2 separate regions of the Sus scrofa genome follow, and region 1 is linked to region 2. The links are chromatin contacts, called in public Hi-C maps. All regions are on one chromosome and are shown on one strand. Each heading gives the region's core, a stretch centred on a gene start, on an enhancer-like site or on the middle of the called end of the contact. The rest is flanking DNA. Distances are from core to core; before and after follow the strand shown.

Region 1 (7,087 bases), core at 4,227-6,726, 310 kb before region 2:
CAGCTGCCAGAGAACTGGCTCTGTGGGCAGGTGACATGGTGACCTGGAGGAGGCAGGAAGCAGGAGCTTCAGGATGGGGAGGGACTGCTGGGATCCCTCTTCTCACGTCCGGGCAGGGCCCTCTCACTGAAAGGTCAGGCAGCGCCTGAGGCCACACAGGGGTTCTTGGATGAGTGCCTCCTGGCTGCCCTGGGGTGACATCGTGGGCACCTGTGGGATTTCGTGGCCCTGTACCTGCTCCCTTAGCACTGCTCCTGCCCACCCGCACCGCCCTGGCACATCCACGAGCTGCTCTGGCCAGCGATGCCCCAGAAACACCAGCAGCCAGCGTGCCTCCTGGGCCCTGCCAACCCCCCAGGGCATGAGCAGCCCCTGGGTGGCCAGTAGTGGGGCAGCAGTCACTACTGTGCCCACCTGTATCGCATTGCCTTATGACCGCCATGCTCACAAGGGTGCACCCAGGCCTGCAGGGAAGGAAGATCCCAGACGGCAGCCTAAGTACAGGAGGAGCAGCCTGTGGGCATTAGCTCAAGGGGCCACACCATCCTGACAAGAGCATGAGATGCCTGCATGGCCTGGTAGCGGGCTCCTGAGCTGGGGGGAGGAGAGAAACTGTCTGTCACCCCTGAGGGTGGGAGGGGGGCATGTCATTTCGTGCTCATTGTGAGGCCCCCAAGGGGTGCTTGCTGTGGACTGGACTGTCCTATAGAAGAGAGCAGGGGGCTGCTCTCCAGCAGGGATACCCCAGCGTCACCACCTCTCCAGCTCTGATCCTACAGCGTCTGCACATGGCTCCCTCAGGGCATCACATCCAGGGCTGCAGGGACACTCTGGTGCACACAAACAGGCCACCTCGTCACTTCCAACATTCATATAAGAGCTGTCCTCTGTGAGCTCGGCCAAGTGACAGCTGTTTCAACAAACTACCCAGGACTCTTTCAGGACAAACAGGGACCAGCATGAAGTCCAGCTAAGCAGGATGGCTGCAACTCTAGTATGTTCTCTCTGACGGAGACCAGCATGGACTGAAACTGTGACAAAGGTCCCCAGCCCAGGGATTGCAATTCAGGTCCCCAGGCAGGTACACAGAGAGGAGGCACACCCACACCTCACACATGCCCGACGGCCACTCACTGGTCCCTCTACCTGGGCTCAACCTGCCTAGAAACAGCCAGGGAAGCACAGTGGCCCCTGGGCAGCCCCAGAGGTCTCAGTGTGCACCTGCTAGTCCCCTACCTGCAGCCTGGCTGGACCCAAGGCAACCGCGGGCGACCCTCCCACACACCTGAGCCTGGCTGGATCTGTGAGGCCAGAAGCACATGGTGCTGGTTGTGAGCTCTCCAGGAGCTCACAGCCCACCTGTGGATCACACTCCAGATGCTCTGCTGCACTGCCCTGAGGCTGCCTCTGAAAGAGCCCCTGTCTAGCCAGGGCCTCCCTCCTCTCTTGCCTCTCAGGGGAACCAACCAACAGTGGTTCCTAATAGCCCCGTGGGAGGGCAGGCTCTTTCTTCAGAAGGACACAGTTCTTCAGCTGAGTGGAGCCCCAAACTTCACTCCATGTGGCATCCAACAAGGGCCTTTTTTATGAGAAGAAACAGAAACAGGCCTGGCCAAAACCTGGTCAGGGCCACACACCAAGTGATGTGGTGAAGATGGCAGTGGCTCAGGTGAGGGCCGTGTAGGGACAAGGCCCGCAGACCACTGGCGAGAATCTGCTTCCCTGGCCTGGAGCCTGGAGCAGAGACGGGGGGTGGGGGTGCAGGCAGGTGACCTCAAGGAGGTCCCCTCTTTGTCACTACCAGCCTGGCAGGAAAGAACAAGCAGGCAGATGACCTCAAAGAGGTCCCCTCTTTATCACCACCAGCCTGGCAGGGAAGAACCAGCAGGCAGATGAGGTGAGTCTGTTCTTTGCAACAAGTTTTCCTATCTTCACTGTGCAGCATTCGCCCGCCTCATCCCAAAGCAAGAGTCCCTTTCTCTTGACTTTCATGTAGGGCTGCATTTTGGCTTAGCTCCCAGATATGGGCAGGGTCTGCCCAAGTGGCGGACATGAGGCACGGACCCAATGCTTCTCATCATTCGTGAGTCAGCCATCCACTGAATGCCCGTCACGCAGCACCTTGGACCCTGGACTCCAACACAGGTGTCTGCAGGGCAAGTCCCTCTACTGGCTTTTCGTGGAAGCCTGTGAAACTGACCGATCTGGTGTGTGTCCACAGTGGAGTCCGCCTGTCCAAGCAGTGTGGAGCAGAGTGGGGGCCCCGCCCACAAGAGCACATCACTCGAGCCTGCACAAGGTGAGGAAAAAGCAAGGCTCCGGTGTGGGGACAGAAGTCAGGGCAGGCCACCTGGCCAGGGGAAATGGGGACCCACGATGAGACATCTGGGTGCTGGTGTCCACGCCCTGATAAGGATGGTAGCTGCGTGGCCCGGCTCATTTGCACCATCCATGGAGTTGGACGTTCAAAAGGTGCACCTTCCAGTCAACAAGGTTTATGTTGAGAAAACTGGACTGTCCACCCAGAAAGCTGCCCATAAGAACAAAGTGGGCAGAGCCTGCCCTCCTTCCCTGTGGCTGGGAGATATTTGGGGGGGGGGGGACAGGTGGCAGGAGAGGCCAGAGGAAAAGCGATTCACAGGAGACTGGACAAGAACCGGTCCAGCCCTGGGTCAGAGCTCCTCCAAACAGGGTAGAGCACAGCCCAGAGCAAGGACAACCCACTCAGGGAACCACCTGACTGTGAGGTGGGGGCCTTGCCCTCGGGGCATGCTCCCCTTTGTCCACTGAAAAGCCAAACGGCGCACCCGGGCACAGGGGACATGCTGGTCAGACAGCAGGAATGGCAGGGATGCAGGCAAAGTGAGGCTCCACATCCTGGCAAATCAGTATCCTCCTCCAGGCTGCCCCTCAGGGCTGGGGCAGAGGGGGACCGAGCCCAGCACGGCAAATGTGGGGTGCGCCATCAAGGCTAGCCACTGTCCATCTGATCTTACATCCAGGAGCCCAGGCACCTCACCTCCCCACACCCCACTGTCACTGTCCCCTGCTGTGGCAGCCCCTGTAGCCAGTCTCCAAAGCAGGAGCTGCTCTTTCCATGTGACGCATGATGTCCCCCCAGTGGCTGCCAGCAGAGGAGGTAAACACATGGGAACACAGAGTTGCTGTTCCCAGCCTGCCTGAGAAAGCCCAGGCATCCTAATCATCCCAACCGTTCAGAGTAGCTGGACCCCAATGCCCCACCCTCCTCCCACCCATGACTGAGGGCTAAATCCACAATCTGCACGTTGTCGTTTTGGGTGATAAGTGGCATTTCACCACATTTCCTACAGCAACACTCTTTCCTGAGATCGAGTTCCTTTAGAAACACTAATTCAACCTCACAGCAAGTATCACAAGGGCAAACAAATGCCGGGCAGAGAGAGCTGCCGAGAGCCCCGGCCCCTGGCCTGCCTCGCGCCTTGGCCCCTCCTGGCAGGAACATGGCTTCCCCATAAGCCAGGGGCCAGCCCGGAGGAAGGGGGCCAACCAGCCCCTCAAAAGAGAACGGAAGCAAGTGCTTATTCACAGCCGGCATGGTCCTCAGGAATACCAGCCAACACCAGGAGGTGGGGCTGTTCCTTTTAGTTTTAAATGTGTATTCACTGTTTTTGTAACCTAAAAAAGAAAGTTAAGGGGGAAAAAAATCTACATGAATACCCTGAAAAGGGAACTCAGTGGTTTGGCGGGGGAGGGGGCTTTATTCTCACAGAGCAGATCACCAAACCAAGGTCCAGACCCACAAACTATCTTCTCACACTGGCTGATGTGCTACCATACCCAGTCCTCACCTCACACATCCGGGGTGTCAGTGACAAGCAAGGGCCTGCTTGCAGCAGTCCACCCAGCCTCCCTGCCCTGTGCCACTCACATCTTCAGAAGCAGCACCCACGGGTGGGTGAGCAGGAACCAGGAGGTGACCTCTAGAGCAGCAGCCAGCACAGAGGTAAGACTCCAGGACATGGAGCATAATTACACCCAGGGTAAAACATGATCAAAGTGACAGGCCACAAAAGAGGACACAAAGGAAGCATGAGGTGGTAAGAACAGCTCAGGGGCTGGGCAATAGGGCAGAGCTGACAGTCAGTGGTCTGCATTTGCTTTTTCTGGACTAGTAATACAAAGCCCCAGAACTGGGGGACCTGTGCTTTTGAAGTGAATCGTCAGGGGCCCAAGGGGGTGGGAGCACCAGGGCAACATTCTCTGCCCACTGGGAGCCCTGGGAACAGGGTACAGAGGCTCTGTTGTGTCCACCGACCAACACAGCCACCCTCTCCAGTGCCCCCACCCATCCGACAGGATACCTGCTACAAAAAGGTTCTTGGGAGAGGGGCTCAGGAGGGGAGGACCAGCCCTGGCTCTGAGTGATCTTGGGAACACGATTTGCCCCTCAGACTGAGTTTTCTTCAACTGTGAATGGTGTCTAGCCAACAAACACTTGCCCCAAAAGCCTGCCCAGAGGACAGAGGAACAAGCAGGAGAAAGCACTTCCCAAGAGCCACCAGCTGCAGGCGCCCCTAACAGCTGCGGCATGGAAACAGCAACAGCAAAACATCAGTGGGCAGGTCTGCAGCAGGAGGACAGGGTAGGCCTGGCTGACCATATGACATTCTCAGTGGAGGACAGACAAGGGCCTGGGGCTCAGGGACCAGCTCAGGGACAGAAGGCCCAGGCCAAAGCTATGGCCCAGAAGGAGGCGTGGGAATTGCTGGAGTGAGAAAGGGTCTTAAAGACCAGTGGTTGCAAGGCCTTGCCCTGTGTGCAACCCCGCCCAGCCTCCTCCCCTAATGCCCTGCGGGGGGAGGCCTGGCCACCGAGGGAAGGCCTTGTCCAGGCGAATGGATGACCTGGCACTTGCTGCCTCCTCAGATAGACATCAGCTGTTACCCGCAGCAGAGGGAGGGAGCATCGTGACTCAGGGTTCTGGGGCCAAGAGACGCGTTGCCCACCCACTCTCACTCTGCAACGACCTGGCAGCTCCCGGACCTCCAGTCTGCCTCCCTGAGGAACACCGGCCCTGACTGCGGGGCCCGCGCCCCATCCCGGCGGGGCCACTGGAAACGCCTTCCGGGAACGCTAGGGACGCTTCGTCGGCAGGGGTCAGCTTGGCCTCCAGGGACCGGCCGCTGTACTTGCATTCTCCGCCTCAAGAAGGGGAAACTGAGGCAGGACGGGAGGGGCGGCCGCTACCCGAGTCCGCCCCGCGCGTTCGAGCCCCACGCCCAGAGTCCGCAACCCAAGCACCAAGTCGGCGCCCCGAGCCCCCAGTCCGCGCCCCAACAAGCCTCAAGTCGGTGCCCCAAGCCCAGAGTCCGAGACCCGAGCCAAGCGGGAAACGCAGTCCGCCGCCAGCCGACTACTCACCACCTCCGCCGCCGCCGCCGCCGCCGCGGACTTCCGGGTACCGCGCCCGCGCGCTGCCGCCACGCTCAGGCCCCGCCCCCCACCGTCTGCGCGCTCACCATTGGGCTAAACGAGGAGAGGCGGGGCCTCGCCCCGCGAGGCCGGTTACCTTTGGCTGAGCGCGCCGTCGCTCCCGGCTGCACCTCCCGGCGCCCCGCCCCCGAGGTTGCGCCAACCTTCGGGCTGCGCCTCGTGACCCCCGCGGCTCTGGAAGCTAGCCCCGGCTCTTGATGAAGGTTCTGTAGGGATGCTTACATTCGGACACACCCCGTCCGCTCAGTCCGTGCCTCCTGGACTGGCCATCTTTCTCACTGCAACCTCGACCTCCGACATCCCTGCCCCCTCAGGACAGACCCTGGATCGGCCACCGCAGCCTTTAACCCACCTCGGGCCTGTTCTGCAGGAGCTGCTGGCCTGATTTGCACCGGGTTGCAAATGAGCAAGAGGCAGGGGAGGAGCGCTGATTGGGGCCTTGGCAACAAGATGGTCAATCACTGGGCTCCCAGCTCATATTGGCCGCTGGGCTATGTCTGGGGCCTGAGTGCAGGGCTTGCTCCAAAGTGGGCCCTCAGCAAACTATGACAGAGATGACAATTATATTTAATAACAATGTGCTAAGTGTTCTAAACCCATTGTTCCAAGACACAACTCTCATTTATCCCATTTTACAGATGCAAACATGGAGGCTCAGAGCAGTTATGTATGTCACCTGTTTGAAATCAAAAGTAAAGGAGGCAAGTGGCATTGGCTGGATTAGCTCCACAGCCCTGTGTTGAGGACATAGGTGCCCTGATCCTGACTTGGAGCGCTGACACCCTGTGAAAACTGGTGCTCAGAGAGGGCAAAGGCCTGGCTAGTAAGCACAGGCAAGAGTCTAACCCAAACCTGCATGATGTCCCCAAAGCCTCATGGCACCCCACTCTTTCACCATCTCATCTGTGTTCCTCCTAGAACTCAACAGAAGCCCTTTGCAGGCAGGGAAGCCAAGGACTCCCAATTCTCAAGGACTCAAGGCCAACAGGCAGCAAACCCAACAAGACACACAGTTCTCCCTCGAGCCATCTGGCAACAGAATCATGCTGGGTGGGTGCCAGTGATTTCCCTCCTGGCAGCTGGATCATGTGGTCCAGCCAAGAGGAGGTGGTGTTGGATAAGCAGGACCTGGGGCTTGGAAGCAAGTCACCATGCCCTGGGGATGGAGCAGAAGCTGTAGAGTGGTGCCCCAAACCATGGGTCACACGCCTTAGAGGGGTGGGACACAGACTGGCCAATCCCTGCTGAGCAGTGCTTTCCCATTACCTGCAAAAGGGATGCAGTCATGCATGGGTAGGATAGAGGTTTAAATCCCACTCTGCCATGGGCCAATGAGACAGGTTAAGGTGGGGGTCACAGGGCTGCAAGGAGTTTACTGCTATGCCACCTCTATATACATCCTTACATGGGGAGCTCATCACCTTGTGTGGTCACCCTTTTGATCTCTGAACATCTGCAACTGTTGGGGAGTTATTCCTGAGAACTTTTTCTTCTGGCAGCTTTCCTCATGTGCCCAAGGGATGTCCCTACAGAGATGGCCAGAAGCCAGATAGAGAGAATGGGAGAGAGGGAGAAGACTGGGCTACTGGTCCCTGTGGCAGTGCGCTAGGGG
Region 2 (7,720 bases), core at 2,835-5,334:
GAGGCACTGGGATCTGTGTGCCACATGGTGCACAGAGGTACAGGTATAGTCCCTTAAGTCTGGGAAAAAGGTCCCTCTCAGGCCACACACACAGCCACCAAAGTGAACGCCTTGCAACTTGGCCTCGGACAGAGGACACAGAGACTGTGGAGACTCAGAGAAGGGCTAGGTGGCTGCTCTGCTCAGGCTCCAGGAGCAAGTGAGTCAGAGCCAAGCCAGGCTCACCATGGCCTCTCACACCTGGTCCCTATACCGCCCTGGATAAGTAGGGCACGTCCCTGCCCCATTTAGGGGCATCTCTGAGGTCTCCTGATATTCACTAAGGTTGGGTTGGCCTGAACTGGGAGCAAAGACTCAGGGTAGGGTTCTGGTCCCTACACCTCCCAGGTCGAGCAAGTTCCATACATGCACTCTGAGCACTTCCAGGGTATATGCTGTGTTTCTCATCCAGGATGGACAAGACCGGGTTCTCATCTTCAGGCTGCTCCAGCTCCTACTGGAGAGGTGGCCATGCTCCTTGCCAAGAACACCAGATGCAGTGCTGTCCATGCACAAAAAGGGAACAGACAGATGGATAGAACTCAGGGCCCCAAAGGCCTGCTTACCTGGGTATCATTGTACACGTTCACAACATTGACTGGCCTGTGAGTGTCACACACGAAAAATATGGTATCTTCATCGGGTTGAAGTATATCCAATAGGTCCACGTTAGCGCCACAGTTTATGAGGATGAAGTAATGGAACTGGAAAAAGAAGAGGGGCACCATGAGTGAGCGAGCACCTGGAGGAGCCTGTTTGTCTGCAGCATGAGGCCTGAGCCCTACTGAACGGCACCCAGCCTCTGCCAGCTGGCGAGGCCCCGATGACGAGGGGTCCATTGTGGCCGAGGCTGGCCTGTGCCAAGTGTTTAACAGCTCTGTGCGCTATTTCATTTCCACGACACTGTAAGGGGAGTCCTACGGTGTCCCTGCTTCAGTGAGGAGCAGACAGAGGCTGAGCATACTTGAGACTCACACATGGGGTGTAGAAGCTGAGGTGGACAGACCAAGAGGTCATATGTGTAACCGGGCCTCTCCTGACCTGACACTCTATTGTGATGAACTGCTTCTCCGTGCTAATTGTGTTGTATAGGCTTAAATTGCTAGCAATCCTTGCATAGCCCACAACTAACAAGCACCTAAATATTAAGCTAAGCCTTTTATTACATCCTGTCACTATAAAAAGTCCTTTCCTTGTAATGCTGAGTTGGTAGAGTTCCCTCCTGCGATGATAGGCGCTCCAGGTGAGGATGTATCTTGGCCAGAAACTCCAGTGACCCTCATGCACACTCCAGCCCCTCCTTGGGCAGCGGGGGGGGGGGGGGGTTGTGAGGTCGGAGACGTGCCCGCTCTCATCATGGCCCCATGCAGAGGTGGGAGGAGTCCCAGCCTTTACTGCTTACACTGCAAGGGAAAAGTTATGTTCCTAGATTCCCACCTGGAAACTGGGATTCATCTTCTTAGAAAGATAAACGTAAAACAGTACTCTAGTCTAAAATAATTTTTTTGTTTGTTTTTTGTCTTTTTTAGGGCCGTACTTGTGGCAGATAGAATCTCCCAGGCTAGGGTTTGAATCAGAGCTGCAGCTTCTGACCTATGCCACAGACACACCAGATCTGAGCTGCATCTGCAACCTATACCACAGCTCACAGCAACGCCAGATTTTTAACCCACTGAGCAGGGCCAGGGATCAAACCTGAGTTCTCATAGATACTAGTCAGATTCATTACCACTGAGCCACAGTGGGAACTCCCTAATCTAAAATAATTTTAACTAGGCCTTATCAAATCAACCTGCCAAATTCCAAACACCTTACAATGAAATGTGTCTTCTAATCAAAGTTAGAAGCCCTCCACATTCATTATCTCTTTTTCGTTGTTGACTTTGTCTCCACAATTTGAGGATAAGTCAAGTCACCCAGACATATAGCTCACTTTTCCATAGGGCCTAATCAAATTTCTAGTAAAAAATATACACAACACATTAGAGAAATAGAATGCTCAGTGCTAAGAAGTTGTAGTTGAGTTTTAAAAAGCCTACCATTCTCTCTCTCTCTCTTTTTTTTTTTTTTTGCTTTTTAGGGCCATTCCTGCGGCATATGGAGGTTCCTGGGCTGGGGGTTGAATGAAAGCTACGGCTGCCAGCCTACACCACAGCCAGAGCAATGCCAGATCCAAGCCATGTCTGTGACCTACACCACAGCTCACGGCAACACCGGATCCTTAACCCACTGAGCTAGGCCAGGGATCGAACCCACATCCTCGGGTTTGTTAACTGTTGAGCCACGAAGGGAACTCCCTAAAGAAGCCTACTATTCTCAAATGCATCTCTCATACCTGCTCTTTATGCTCAAGAAATGCAGTTTCAAGTTCTTGCCACCCAGAAACTGGAACCAGCGTATATGGCACGTGGTCACACTGGAACAGGGCCTGGAGAAAGAGTATTTTCAAAACCTATTAGGATGTCTGCAATCTACCTTGAAATGCACTTAAAAAAAAAAGAGTTGAAAGATAAAAACACCTGATAAAGTAAGGTTAGTAAAATGTTGATGATGGGCACACAAATGTTCACTGTACCATTCTGTCAACTTCGCTGAAAACCACTAAAGGAAAACACGGTTGGAAAGCTGACCTAGGTTTTCTGAGCGGATCCTGACCCAAGGGCCTAATCGAAGTTCATGGAAACACTACACTCTGTGCAGCGACCTTTTCTAACAAGAATCGTCATCTCCGGGACTGCTTATGACACCAGGGTGCCCGCAGCCCTCTGCCTCAAACCCCACAGAAAGAAGCCGCTACGGGTCTCAGGTCTCCCCGATGCAGCCTAGGTTACTGCAGACACACTAACTAGTCTCCTTGCTTTCTGCTTAGTTCTCCTCTAACCCACCCAACACTGTCCCGCCAGGGAAGAGCCCTCGCCCCAGGCCGAGCTCTCGCCCAGGAGGGGGTCCTTGCCCCGCCCCTCCCCTTGCCCTGTTCCCCCCTCCCTTTGCCCTGTCCCCCCTCCCCTTGCCCTGACCCCCACCCTTGCCCTGTCCCTCCCCTCCCTTGCCCTGTCCCCCGCCCGCCGGCCAGGTCTGCAGCCTCACCTGAAGGATCTTGCAAGCGCACAGAGCGTCCACGTCCGAGGCCACGAAGAGAAGGACCCTCTACCGGGGGGGAGGGGGGGAGCGAGTTTGCCGAGCGTTTATACACGAATCCCGGCCCCTCCCGCCCCCCACGGCCACACCCCCTCAGCCCTTCCCCGACAAGGCCTCGGGCGCCCAAGGCAGGGATCACCTGACTCTGGACCACCTCGTAGAATTCCTTGCGGAAATCGGACACGAACATGGCCACGGCGGCGGGATAGCCCGAACGCGCGCGGGGACCGAGAGCCCGGAAACCGTCAAGACTCCCGCCAAATCAGGGCTCTTTCGATTGGCCCAGGGACAAACCAGCGACCCTCGGCTCCCAGACTTTTCTCCTTTCTGATTGGCCTGTTTGGAGGGCGGGCACTAGCGCTCCGCCGTTCACGGCTGGAAGACTTCGGCCTGCCCCAAAGGGGCATCTGCCACAGGCTGGACGCGCTGGTGGTTGCGCATGTTAACGCTGACTCCGTTTAACTGGAAACCCGACGCTCGGTGTTTATCTTTACTTTGGGAAGAAAAGCCTACTGCCCCTCACTGAGACCTCTAGAAAAAAGAAACCTTCCCTCTGCAAATTAAATTCGTGTGTACATCAAAGAGTGCTTCCGTTTAGGATTTCAATTGGCTCGCGGCCTGGTTCAAGGGCGGAAGGGTGTCTTACTTCCGCCCGAGTCTTGGATGGCCGCGGCAGACGCCGGAGGTCTGCGTGCATTCTGGGTAACTTAAGCGGAAGGGGCGTTAATCCCATCAAACTCTTCTGGAGGGGGCACTGTCAAACTGCAGTTTAAAATAATCATGAAAGGTAGTCTAGAGTGCACATGTTAGGAAGGAAGGGGTATTTAAGCGCTCACTCAAGGAAACCTTGTACCCTGGCGCCTTTGCCTTTGTCCCTTGACCCAGCTGCGCCCTCCTCGCGCGCCTCTCCCGGAAGTGTAGGTGCGGTATTTCCGGTGAGTCCCGGATGTCCGCGCGAGGCGGCGGCGGTAGCGGCGGCTGTGAGGAGAAGTCGGCTTCCACCGCAACGTTCTTTGGCAAAGCGCACCTGCTAGGCCGAGGGGTCCACCATGGTGAGTGGCGGGGCAGGCTGGGGTCGGGGCCGGGGGCGGGGCGGGAGCTCGGCGAGCGAACGTGCAGCCGAGGAGGTGCCGACTCACCGGCCTGAGCCTTCCGCGGGCGCCTTCGCCCTCCGTTTCGAGGCTCTAGACCTGTGACGGCTTCCCTCAAACGAGCCCTGGATGGACTGGTAGGCTGAGGGGCAAGGGCGCGGGCGCTCGGGGCCCGTCCCCCAACTGAGCCCTGCCGGCTTGCGACGCCGCCACGCTGCCCGTGGCTCCCCTGGCCCTCTTACCTCTCAGTCCTGGGCCCCAGCGATGCCTCTGGAGGCGGGGGCGAGGTGTAGAGGCTGGGGGAGTGAGACTTGGAAGTCAGGCCTGGCTGTACCGCTGTTTGTCACCAGAGGGTCGCGCGTTTGCTTTGTCAAGAGTTTAAGCTGAGTGCGTCAGTGCCCAGTCCACCGAACAAGCGAGTATCCTCGTGCTCTGGGCTGAGCGCTCCGCGTCGGGATCATAAGGGGAAGGTTGAGGGCAGGTTGGGACCCGGTGTTCAACACCTTGTGTACGCGGTCCTTTTTGTGTTGCACCCAGAAGAAAGGGCTTAGAGGTGGGGTTCGAGTGACGAGGCGCCCACTCACCCAGAAGCAGAAGCGCCGTGTATTTGTTATGCCTCTGGCCATGATTTTGTTGAACTGAGTTCTGTTTTTTTTTTTTCCTCCCCCCTTTTTTTGTCTTTTTGTCTTTTCTAGGGCCGCTCCCGCGGCATATGGAGGTTCCCAGGCCAGGGGTCTGTTCGGAGCTGTAGTCTCTGGCATAGGCCACAGCCACAGCAACATGGGATCTGAGCTGCGTCTGCGACCTACACCACAGCTCACGGCAACGCTGGATCCTTAACCCACTGAGCAAGGCCAGGGGTTGAACCCACAACCTCATGGTTCCTAGTTGGATTTGTTAACCACTGAGCCACGACGGGAACTCCAGTTTGTACATTTTTAAGTGTAAAGTTTAGTGGTGTTAAGTACATTCACATTGTTGCATAGTAGATCTACAGAACTTTTTTATCTTGAAAAATTGAAACTCTGTCCCCATTAAACAATTCCTCTTCCCCCAGCCCCTGGCAACCACCACCACCATTTTTTTCCTCTCTGCGAATTTGACTTACTCTAAGTACCTCATGTAAATAGAATCACGCAGTATTTGTCCTTTTGTGTTTGGCCTATTACACTGAGCAGAATGTCCTCAGAGTTCATTACCGTTAGAGCAAATGTTGGAACTTCCTTCCTCTTTAGAGCCAAACAATATTCCATTGTATGGATGGACCACGTTTTCTTTCTTCATTCATTTGTCGATGGGTGTTTGGATTGTTTCCAGCTCTTTGCTCTTGTAAATAGCCCTCCTGTGACTGTCAGTGTACAAATACATATTTTCAAGACCCAGCTTCTCATTGTTTTGGATTTATACCCTATTGTGCAATTTCATATTCTTTCTTTTTGAAATGTCACAGTAATTGCAGTACTTCAAGAAGACTCTAGGTTGCTGGGCAACACATTTTCTGAGTCTTGTCATAATCTATAGTTCAGAGCTGGGGTCTTAGCATTGTGGTGGTACTGATACCAGAAAGACGATACCGGAATCCAAGTTCTTGTTCATGGCAGTTGAAGAATGAACTCCGCCAACACAAAGGCAGCAAGCAAGCAAAGTCTTTATTAAAGGAAAGTAAATAGCTCCCAGGGCTGCTGGGAGTGGGGAGAAGAGCCCCCTTTCTCTATTGTCCTATAGGGGTTTTTTTCCCCTTAAAGATGGGGGGGTTACCAACGTGGAGTCCAGAAATATGTGGTTTTCTCCCATTGGCCTTGATCAATTACCAGTATTAGTCTTTGTCCAGCAGGGTCTTAGGGGTGGAAGTCTCATAGTTTCTTTGCCCCTTTCTTCCGCAGACTGGGTCACAAAGGATTAGGGATTAATGTCCATCTGGGCATAGGTACACTCCCTAAAGTAAACAAGGCCTGTGGAGATGTTACTCCCTGGAGCCATTAAGCCGCAAATGTTAATCATTGGCCTATCAAAGAATGCAATCAAAGCCCATGCTCCTACACTGACTACCTGAGTTAATATTCTGCCTCAGTACCACAATTTTGGCTTTGCTTGTGAATGGGAGGGAGTGCCATGGTGTAGTACAACTTGAGAGCACTTTGGAAGGGCATGAACTTTGACCCTGGGCAGAGATGGGAAGGTTCTGGAGAAAGAAAAAGATGGTTCTAGAAGCCAGGGTTAGGGGTGCACAACTCGATGCCTGGAATACTGTTCCCTGTTTTCTGCCTGCTCCTTCTTCAGGCCTCTGCCGAATTCCTTCTTGATACCCACTTAAAATAGCATTCCCAGAAGCTCTCTGTCCCTTCCCCTCTCATGTCCTCAGAACATTGACATGCAGTTTTCTTTGCCTGGTTCCCTTGTCTTGAATGCCAGCCCCACCAGGGCAGGGGTTGTACCTGTTTTGTTGGTGAGCAAACACCACTAGAGTGAAGTCTCCCTGGTGCTTAGAGGTCAGAGCCTGGTAGATGGTGGGCACTGATAAGTATTTAAGAGGAGAGGGAACATGTTCTAAGCAGAGGTACAGCCTGGTGCAGACAGGGCAGGTGTAGGACCAGTCCCTAAAGCCAGTGCAAGGTGTGGCCTGGATGGGGAACTGGGGACTGAAAGAGGTTAAGGACAGGCTTGAAGGGGCCAGTTTTACCTTTTAGTAAGATCTGACCATCTGAAAATGGGATGAGTAGGTGGGTGGAACTGACAGGGCGGGCAGCCTCTGGAAGCAGCTTCTGGTTCTCTGGCTCCGGGAGGTGTTTCCAGGGTGTCTTGTTCTTCATTGTCAACTCTCGTGTCCTACTTGGGTGTTGGTGGAGGAAATGCACCTTTGCTCTGTGTTAACCACATGTCTTTTTCCTCCTTCTAGTTCTCCTTCAACATGTTTGACCACCCAATTCCCCGGGTCTTCCAGAACCGCTTCTCCACGCAGTACCGCTGCTTCTCTGTGTCCATGCTCGCCGGGCCTAATGACAGGTCAGATGTGGAGAAAGGAGGGAAGAGTATGTGCTGTTTTTATTTTGAATGGTAACCCTTCCTGCCCTCAGCCTGCAGTGCCCGTAGTGCTCAGAGCCCTCATTCTGCATGAGGAACAGACACTAGTTACAGTCAAAGCTTTGCCTGCCCCAGACTTGCCAGGGGGTTGGCGGGAGGGGGCCAAGTTATGACTAGGTTTATGGCCAATAGCCATTCGGTGCCGCCAAGTGAATCACAGCCCATAAAATCCTTTATGAAAGACCACTATGAAGTTCTGGCGTGCCTACAGCATTGTTTAGTACTCTCACTTAGATGTAACAGAAAGTGCACTTTGGCTTTTGTCCTGTTCTTTCAGCTGTCGTTCATTTTCTTAACATCTCTAAAATGTTCTTTCTGCAGTAATTATGCCGCCTTCAGCCCTCGACCAACTCAGTAAGTACTTCTCCATG

The links. Hi-C and Micro-C count contacts between places; a contact is called where the count stands out from the background.
Region 1: a contact with region 2 is called in a Hi-C map of embryonic fibroblasts, with 2.2 times the contacts expected there. The contact joins the promoter of TANGO2 here to the promoter of UFD1 in region 2. A contact is called at or near these places in 1 of 47 Hi-C or Micro-C datasets (embryonic fibroblasts) and 1 of 2 datasets of contacts at active chromatin or transcription factors (alveolar macrophages).

What each region holds. Positions count from the first base shown.
Region 1 is chr14:51,441,986-51,449,072 of Sscrofa11.1, reverse strand. TANGO2 (transport and Golgi organization protein 2 homolog) reads right to left here and starts at 5,476. Exons shown (of 9, transcript XM_001929644.5): 1 at 5,404-5,476.
Region 2 is chr14:51,129,184-51,136,903 of Sscrofa11.1, reverse strand. It overlaps UFD1 (ubiquitin fusion degradation protein 1 homolog), which reads left to right and starts at 4,084. Exons shown (of 12, transcript XM_001929622.7): 1 at 4,084-4,229; 2 at 7,165-7,271; 3 at 7,671-7,703. The coding sequence starts at 7,265. It overlaps CDC45 (cell division control protein 45 homolog), which reads right to left and starts at 3,793. Exons shown (of 17, transcript XR_002338936.1): 1 at 3,317-3,793; 2 at 3,127-3,186; 3 at 2,375-2,467; 4 at 606-743.